Regions from separate parts of the Cyprinus carpio genome. Here region 2 is linked to region 1. A link is a contact called in public Hi-C data. All regions are on one chromosome and are shown on one strand. Each heading gives the region's core, a stretch centred on a gene start, on an enhancer-like site or on the middle of the called end of the contact. The rest is flanking DNA. Distances are from core to core; before and after follow the strand shown.

Region 1 (4,891 bases), core at 1,284-3,783:
CACTCCACCTCACACACCTCCTTATCTTTCAGCTTTCCTTTGCACACTTTCACGATGTCATACATGTGCAGGTAGCTGGCCGCTGCCAAGACGTCTTCCGCCGGAAGAGCGCCGAACTCCAGCTTTCCCTCGTACATGAACTCCAGCAGCAGCCCGAACGCCGGCGCTGTCACAATGTCGCTGTTCAGATGCACCACGTCTCTTTTGTCCAGCTGGTCACGGTAGAAGAGGTGGAAGTACATGCTGCATGAGGCCAGGACGGCTCGGTGCGCTTTGAACCGCGTCTCTCCCACCAGCACAGTGCAGTCGCAGAGGAAGCCCTGGTGTCTCTGCTGACTCAGACACTGCAGTAACTGCCGGCTGTGGTCTGGGAACTCCATTCTTATGGTGTGATCTGCCAGAAAACAGGAAAAACTGGATGTTAAATAAACGGCGGGTAGCCATTCACAACGGTGCATCTACAGGCCGCCGGAGACAAACAAAAGTAGCTGTGTGCTGCATTACAAACACGACCCGTGGGTTTCCGAGCAGCATGCTTTTTTTCTTCTAGCGCTTCTCGTATGCATGCAGAAGAAGTTTTTGCATGTTATTTTCCCATGAAACAATCTGCATCGTATAAAATAAACAATGCACAACAAAATGAAAAATAGAAACAGAAAATCTTTCTGATTCAGCATGAAAACACACTGAAGGCCACTGAGAAAGTCAAAAAACTGACATTTGGCTGAGTTCCAAACACTCAGAACTCAGTATTGTAGTTTGAAGCTATAAAGGAATCTTGTATTTCACTTCTAACTCAACTTAAAGGCAGCCAAAGACAAACAAAAGTAATATCTTTTGTGCTTCCAAGATGTTTGCAATGCAGCTGCAGCATGTCTGTCAAAAACTGACATTTTAATTGTTTCAAAGATGCTTTTTAATGCAGCTGTCTCAGGTTTCAAGCTACAAAAGAATGTTTATTTCACTACTTATTTAACATACAGTACACATACATTATCGTAATATATTAAAAACTAGTTGCTCTCCCGAGATGTTTGCAATGTGCATCCTCGATAAATGTCAAAAACTGACATGCAATTCTGTTTCAAAGAAACTCAGAATTATAGTTTCAGTCTACAAAATAATAATTTCACTTCTAATTCAACATAGACACCACTGAAGACCAACAACTAGAAACAACCTACTACAGTAAAAACTAGTTGTGCTTCCAAGATGTTTGTAAGGCAGTTACATTATAACGATTGTCAAAAATTTACATTTGATTTTGCGTTTCAAAGATGCACAACAATCTCAGAATTATAAGCTACAAAAACAGACTTTTATTACACTTCTAATTCACCATACAGGCCACCGAAGATATCCTACATTAAAAACCAGTTCCTTCCAAGATGTTTGCACCGCGCAGCTTCAGTATGTCTGTCAAAAACTGACATTTTAATTGAGTTTCAAAGATGCTTTTTATTGCACAACAAACAGCTGTCTCAGAATTATAATTCCTAGCTACAAAAGAATCTAACTCAGCATACAGGCCACCAAAGACGAACAAAAGCATATCATTAAAAACAAGAAGCGGTTCCCTGATTTTGCAAATGTCAAATATTTAAATGAATTCAAGACAGTGAATAAAAGTCAACTTGTTTAAACATTTAAGCTTGGAATGTATAACAAATAATGATCGCAAATCTCAACATACCCTCTTCTCTCAGAGCTCACACAAGTTGATCTTCACTTTGCGCTTCCCATCGAACAGCAGCAGTGAAAGAGCTTCAATCCAGTCATGCGCAAACAACATCTCACATCTCCAACTCAAACATCATATAAACTCAATGAAGAGAACAGATCCAGAGCAGCAGACGACTGAATGCAACCTCTCGTCCATGTGAGCGGAGAGAAAGAGCGTGCGCGCGCGTGTGTGTGTGTGTGCGTGTGTTCTGGTAGAGTCAGCTGCTCTGACATCAGCCTCAAATCTCCAGCTGTGTCTTTATGCCATATGTTCCTCTAAAGAAACCTCAAACTTCTCTGAGTTTTTAAATTTTTAACGCGTTATAATTCTAATACGATTTTTATACAGACAGACGGACGCGTCTCGCTGATATTAAAGTTTTAGAAGCGCGATCGAGCTCATGACAGGGTACTTTTGTTTTAAACCAAACTCGCGAGAACAAGACAGCGGTGCATTACGCGGAACTTTTAAGCGCTTTTCTCCTCCTTTAATGCCTGATATCACGCCCAAACATCCCGTGAGCTGATGCGGCTCAGGTCGCGTTATAAACTCCGGTGTCGTGAAGAGCGGCGGCGGAACGCGGACAGAGTCGGGGATCAAACGCGCCGCGGAAACATTGTGTCACACTGGAGTCCGGATCAAAGCGCGCACTCACCGCTGTTTCCTCAGATGGAGCCGCGTGCTCTCATGGTGTGTGTCCAGATGTTGAGCCCGTGTTTCCGCTCCTCAGCGCGATTCGAGTCCGGTGCGGTGAAGCTCCGCGCTGAGTGTGTGTGTGTGTGTGTGTCAAGCAGGTTGTTAATGGTCCAGTCTCGCGATAACACCAGTGTACTGTACTTCAGGACAAACTCACACTGGGGCAGTAAGTAGCAGAGTTCACTTGAACTACAGCTGTGTTACTCTGCATTTCACAAAAGACATTTCTCTTAAATTAAATTAAATAAATAAAGAGTTATAAATGTAAAATGAATGTAAATATATATATTAATACATACATGTAAATGTAAATGTAAAAATAAATCTATTATTTTGCCTTTGTTTCATTTTTTTATAGATCTTTTATGTTTTGGGGTTTATTCACAAGTTACAATATCTGCTTTAATTAAAAAAAAAATGGGTTAATTTCAGAAATGCATTTTTTGCATGTTGAGGCTGTGTGTTAAAAAAACGTTTATTTTGTCATTTTTTATTGATTTCATGTTTTGGTGTTTATTTACAAGTTGCAATATCGGCCTTATTTTTATATAATGAATTAATTTCAAAATGATGCATTTTATATCTTGAGGTTGTGCGTTTAAAAAATCTATTATGTAGTATTTTTTTGTTTACTTTTTATGTTTTGGGTTTTATTCACAAGTTACAATATCTGAATATCTTAATATGCAATATTTAAATTTTATATTAACTGATTTTAATGGGTTAATTTCAAAATGACAAATGCATTTTAAATCTCGGGGTTGTGAATTTAAATTAAATCAATTGGTCATGATTTATTTATTTTTTAATTAACTTAATAAACTGTTTTAAATATGACACCTACCTGGTGCATTTCTGGTTAGAAGAAAAGCTTAAACTAAGAAAAATTTGCAAACACAAAGCGAGGTGAAGAGGAACTTAAACTAAAGAGTGCCAATATGAGATTGTTCTCTTTCTCTAGAAAATGAAGTGTTATTGGAGAGGGCTCTAGATGCTAAAGTTATTTTTTAAGATTGCAAATTGCATTGATCCTCTCAAACCCATCCAGCCTAAATGCATTCCACTCTTTCAATGCGTTTAAGTGTATAATTAGAGGTCTTTTGAGAAGCTGCCCCTCCTCCTGTGGTCTTTGTTGAGAGCGCTGATGTGTTGTGTGCTAGGAGAGCATTTGCTGGGATCTAATCGAAGCTAATCCTGCTCTGAGCTGGAATGTCTTGGCACTGACTCGCACTACAGTCTTACTATTTTCACCTGAAAAGTTACTCTGTTTGTACAACAAAATCAATAAAAAATATTTTAACTTGGACAATTACACTAATTACACTTGGACTAACATAAACTGAACAATTTAGGATTCTGAAAAATAAAATAATTTAAAATACATTTAAATAAAACTAATTTTAAAAATAGTTTAAAATCATTTTAATTTTTTTTTTTAATTTTCAAAACTTTTTTTATATTCTTTCAAATTCCTATTCATGTGCCTCTTTTGTATAGACAATTAGATTTTCTTTCTTATACAAAAGCTCAAGTTGCTCTTTGGATTGTCTCAAATCAAGCTGGAGAACATGAGCATCAGGTTTTAATTTAAGAATTCAATGAATTCAGTTAATAACATCTGCTAAATGAATGTATGTGACTGAAACAAAGCAGCATGCAGTGGTTTTCACACAACATGACTGGAGTTGACACAGTTTATGAGCAGAAGCAGCAGAAGAACATAGTCACAGGGCTATTTTGGGATGGCTCTTCCATACGGACACTCAAACTGTTGTTGATCCTGTAGACGCAGCGCAGACGTGAGCAGGAGCTGCAGCTGCTCATCCCATGGCCTCTGCAACTGTTCAGGTCACCTTTTGTCCAAACTCCAGCTGTCGAACGCTTTGAAAGGGCCATTTGAAGCTTCTCTAAAGGACTGGTTAAGCAGGCTGTTCTTACAATACTCTGAGGTTTGGATTCCTCTTGTACTAGTTCATCTGGTCTGCTCTTTCACTCTGGAGCTCTTTCACAATTCGAATAGTTAAAATAAAGTTTTTTTTTTTTTTTTTTTATTGGCATTGATGCACTCTCTGTTTTTTTATTCCACAGAAGGTTCTTTAAGGTTCTTCACACCAAGAAATACGTTTAAGAACTGTTTATTTGGAAAACCAAAAATGGCTCTTCATGTGAACATATTTGGAGAAATGTAGCATTGCATCAGTGTCTCAGCAATGGATGCTCTGCAGTGAATGGGTGCCGTCATAATGAGATTCCAAACAGCTGATAAAAACATTACAGTAATCCACTCCAGTCCATCAGTTAACATTTTAAGACAAAAGCTGCGTGTTTGTAAGAAACAAATCCATTTTTAAGATGTTCAAACTGTTCAAATATGTGAAAAAATGGGTCTCATCTGAATCAGGAGAGAAATCTGCACAGATACAGTACAGTTTACAAGCCAAAACAGCTCTAAACAAATATGTGGCTGGATTT
Region 2 (4,514 bases), core at 1,744-4,243, 51 kb after region 1:
TATCATATATGTGTTGTGTATAAAATATTAGTAATAATTATTCTTATAAAATATTATGATATATCTATATATATATATACACACACACACACACACACAAATGTTTCTTAATATATATGTATACATTAAATTATCATAATAATTATTCATTACTAATTAGTAGTTATTTTACACGTTGTTTGTATTCCAATGTCTTTATCGCATATATTATTATTGTTATGATGATGATGATTTAATACACTGTTGTTTGTGTTTGTGTAGGCTCTGAAGTACTCTTTCCAAACCCACGACCGTTTGTGTTTCGTCATGGAGTACGCAAACGGAGGAGAGGTGAGGATAAGCTCAGATCAGGTGATGGTTTGCAGTGATCTGATGCTTTAATCGCTGCAGCGCTCCTTTCTCCCGCAGCTTTTCTTCCACTTGTCTCGGGACCGGGTTTTCTCCCGAGCCCGGGATCCGCGCAGCGCGGGTTTTTTTTGTTCCTTACGGAGCCAGAGATTTCGCGCGTTTCTACGGAGCAGAGATCGTGTCTGCGCTGGATTACCTGCATTCAGAGAAAAACGTGGTCTACAGGGACCTGAAGGTTAGAACTTATTAGAACATATCTGATCATACAGCGTCATTTCATCACTAATAAACCAGTTCATCCATTATCACAGTGGTCACTTATTAATGAATATCACAAAAACACGCGCAGCTCATATTTCACACGCATCAATGATAGTTAATATATTCATGTTTTCCACCCAGCACTGCAGTGCCAGCCAGGTTTTGTGTTCTTTTTTAAGTTTTGACACTATTTTTTATTGTGTTATAGTGTGTTATTTTTAAGTTTTGATTTTTTTGTTTTTTATTTATTTGTAAATTAAATGTTAAATTACATTTTAAATTTTATTTTTCAAAGCATTATAATGAGGTGAAATGTGCTAAAATTACAAAAATCGAATAAAAAAAAATACATCTAATATTTAATACTTAGATATGTTATATATATGCACACCACACACAACACACACACACACACACACACACACACACACACACACACAACACAACATAAATATTATAGTCTTGTATTATCATTTTTTCATTATGTAACTTTAAAAATTGTTGAAATTGTTGTGTTTTTTATGTTTTTTATTTAAAAATTTTAATAATAATAATTTGTATATAAATTAAATTTGTGAAGTACAGTCTAGAGTATGAATTAAATTGTGAATTACAGTTATAGTATTTTGTTTGATACATTAAAAAATATATTTATTTTTATATTTTTATTTTATAATATTATTTTTGTATTAATTACAATAATTATGATTAATTGTTAATTTGTGTGTATTTTGTTATTTTTTATTAATACAGATTGATAAAAGATTGAAAAATATGAAACAATTTTAAAATAATCTAAAATGTCCAAAAATATATATAAAAAATCTGTGTTTTTTATAGTAATGTTTTATTTTTTGTGTTCTTTATTTAGTTTTATAGGTTTTTATATTTGTTTTATTGAAGTCACTTTTAACGGTGGTTATAATCCTGTTTTTTGATTTTGTTAATTAGTGGTGAAGTAGTTGGTGTGTTTGTGGAGTGTAATGGTGTTTGTTTTTTGAGTGTGTTGTTTTGTGTTTTGTGATGATTGTTGTGGTTCAGGTGGTGGCATGGTGCTTTGCTTTCTCTGTTTCAGAGCTGCTCAGGTTCATGGGAAAGTTGCTTTGTATGTTTAAGATGTTTTTGGTTTCTTGGTTAAGTGCTTTCTCTGTTTCAGTGTTTGTCAGGTGTGTGTGTGTGTGTGTGTGTGTGTGTGTGTGTGTGTGTGTGTGTGTGAGATACAGCTGCCAGGTGACTGAGACGTGCTTATATTAAACCCCTCTCACACACACACACAGACACACACACACACACTCACACTCACACACACACATACACGCACGCACACACACTCACTCACTCAGACACACACACACACACACACACACACACCACAAACACAACAAACACACACACACACACACCCAAACACACACACACACCACACACACACACACACACACACTCACTCACTCACTCACTCGCTCACTCACTCACTCACTCACTCACACACACACACACACACGCTGATGCCGTCTTATTTCCATTTAAAAAAAAGTTCATTTGGAGATACATTTCAGCTTTCAGGGTTATTGTGTTGAACTGAGTTTAATCTTTTTACATTTTATACATTTTCATATCACAACACAACACAAGCCAGGCCAAAAAAATCACTGACAAGAACTGGATTTAGATTAATTAAGTGCAACAGATTGCTTAAGTATATGTAAAAAAAAAAAAAAAAAAAAAAAAGAGACTTATGCCGCAAACTATACTTTTCAAATTAATTAATTTATTAATTTAATTGCTTTTCATTTATTTATTTTTTAAATTAATTTATTTTTATTTTACTTTTTAATCGCTGTTCATTTTTTAAAATTAATTTATTTTATTTTTGTTTATTTTTTGTTTATTTTTTATTTCTTTTTCTTTTTTTTTATATTTTTAATTTTGATTTTTTTTTTTTTTTTTTTTTTTTTTTTTGTTTGCTTATTTTATTTAATTAGATACTTTTCATTAGCTTTTGTTTCAAGTTACTTTTTATATATTTACTTTTTATTTAATTTATTTATTTTTATTTATTTATGTATTTTTTATTTTTTATTTTTCTGATTCATGTATATTTAAAATTGATTTCTTAAAGGTTTTTAATGAATTAATTAATTTGCTTTTATTTATATATTTCTATTTTAAATTTTCTTATGTACCTTAGCTTTTTTATTGATTGATTTTATTTACTTTTATGTTGCTGGAGCTGTTGGTTCAGTGTTTTTCTGAGATGTATTTAGAGGAAATATGATGAAAGGTGACAGTCACTGTTGTGAAAACTCTTATTAGATGATCAGATGATCACAAGCTGAATGTTTTCTGTCTCTTTCCTATCGTTTTCTCTCTCAGCTGGAAAACCTGATGCTGGATAAAGACGGTCACATTAAGATCACTGACTTTGGTTTGTGTAAGGAGGGGATCACAGACGGAGCCACGATGAAGACCTTCTGTGGGACTCCAGAGTATCTGGCCCCTGAGGTGAGAACAACACACCAAACCCGTCACAGAAATATTGACTGAGATTTTAAGTTAATATTTCTATAATTCAACATATTCAGATGATTCTGTGATTTCGGTTTGATTTCGGTTTAGATTAAATGTAAGATTATCAAAAAAATATTTAGGTTTTTTTTTTTTTTTTGTTTGTTTTTTGTTTGTATTATTTATGTGTTAAAATTATTGAATTTTGACTTTTTCTTTTCAAATTATTTATTTAAATTTTACGTTTTTATTAATTAATAATAAGCCACGATAGAAGGGAGGATGGGAAACATGGAATTATGGGATGTCCAATATAAACCCTTATTCAAAGACTAGTTTTTGATGAGATTCATTTAAATCCATTCATTTATTTGTATTATTTTTGTATTATGAATAAATAGTAAATATATAAATAAATGATAACTAAATAAAAAAGCCAATAAAAAGTAAATACAATGTAAATAAATAAAAATAATGTAAATAAATGTAAACCAATAAAAAAAAGGAAAAAAAGAAGAAAAAAGGTAAATAGAATGTAAATGAAAAAGAAAGAAGCATAGTAAGTAAATAAAATAAATAATATTGGTATTATTTAAAACTAAAAACATATATAAAAAAATAAACATGAAAGTAGATTTTTTAAAAATAATAGTAAAAAATATTTAAATATATCATATATATATATATATATATATATATATTATTATATATATATGTAATTTTTTTTTTGCTTTGAATTTTTTATTTTTATTTTTTTATCTGTAATCTAAGTTTGTGGTGAAATGTGACCTAGACGTTTCCTTGAACATTCACTTGTTCAGTGAGAAATGTTTGTGTGAATCTCTTGAAGAAGCTGTAATGCAAGTGTGTGTGTGTGTGTGTGTGTGTGTGTGTGTGTGTGTGTGTGTGTGTGTGTTTGGGTGAAGGGTTGGTTGTGTTGACACAGTTGCGTCGGCGTTGTTTTTAGCCCGGTGTGTTGGGTTCTGTGGGACGTGTTTTGGCAGAGCTGTGGGAAACGTGAGCTTCTGTCCCGGTGAAGCAGAAGGGCCACCAGCGCTCCAGCTGACCCCACAGCTGCCCACAACAACACATGATATCAGGGGACCGCGGGCCGAACACACTGTGAACCAGCCTGAACTCTGCCCTCTGCTGGGGACTCTCTCTGTGTTTGTGTTTTATTGTGCAATAAATGCAAAAAAGATTTAGTTCAAGGGTTTAGGGTTAGTGTGTAGTAGCTAGTTTTATTCATTCATTCATTCATTCATTAACACTTTACAACTGCACCTGCAGACCAAAGTGCAGTGCAAGCAGCATACAAAAACATAAAAACAACACACAGCCTAGTAATACATCGAATACTATCCCAACCTCTCAAAGGATAAAACTTAAGAGAAGCC

The links. Hi-C and Micro-C count contacts between places; a contact is called where the count stands out from the background.
Region 2: a Hi-C map of skeletal muscle shows a contact between it and region 1, with 3 times the contacts expected there. The contact joins the enhancer-like site here to the promoter of LOC109086363 in region 1. A contact is called at or near these places in 3 of 8 Hi-C or Micro-C datasets (all in skeletal muscle).

What each region holds. Positions count from the first base shown.
Region 1 is chrB17:321,434-326,324 of ASM1834038v1, forward strand. LOC109086363 (zinc finger and BTB domain-containing protein 18.2-like) reads right to left here and starts at 2,534. Exons shown (of 3, transcript XM_042743133.1): 1 at 2,379-2,534; 2 at 1-394. The coding sequence starts at 380.
Region 2 is chrB17:372,243-376,756 of ASM1834038v1, forward strand. LOC109107413 (RAC-alpha serine/threonine-protein kinase-like) reads left to right here. Exons shown (of 15, transcript XM_042743135.1): 8 at 262-330; 9 at 409-458; 10 at 496-583; 11 at 2,986-3,114. Among protein-coding and RNA genes, the nearest start is that of LOC109107414, 16 kb to the right of the region's middle. Within about 2 kb of position 2,994, at least 1 of the 8 cell types and tissues checked has an H3K27ac peak or open chromatin away from gene starts, as enhancers often do. A contact at or near this core is called in skeletal muscle, where this site is marked.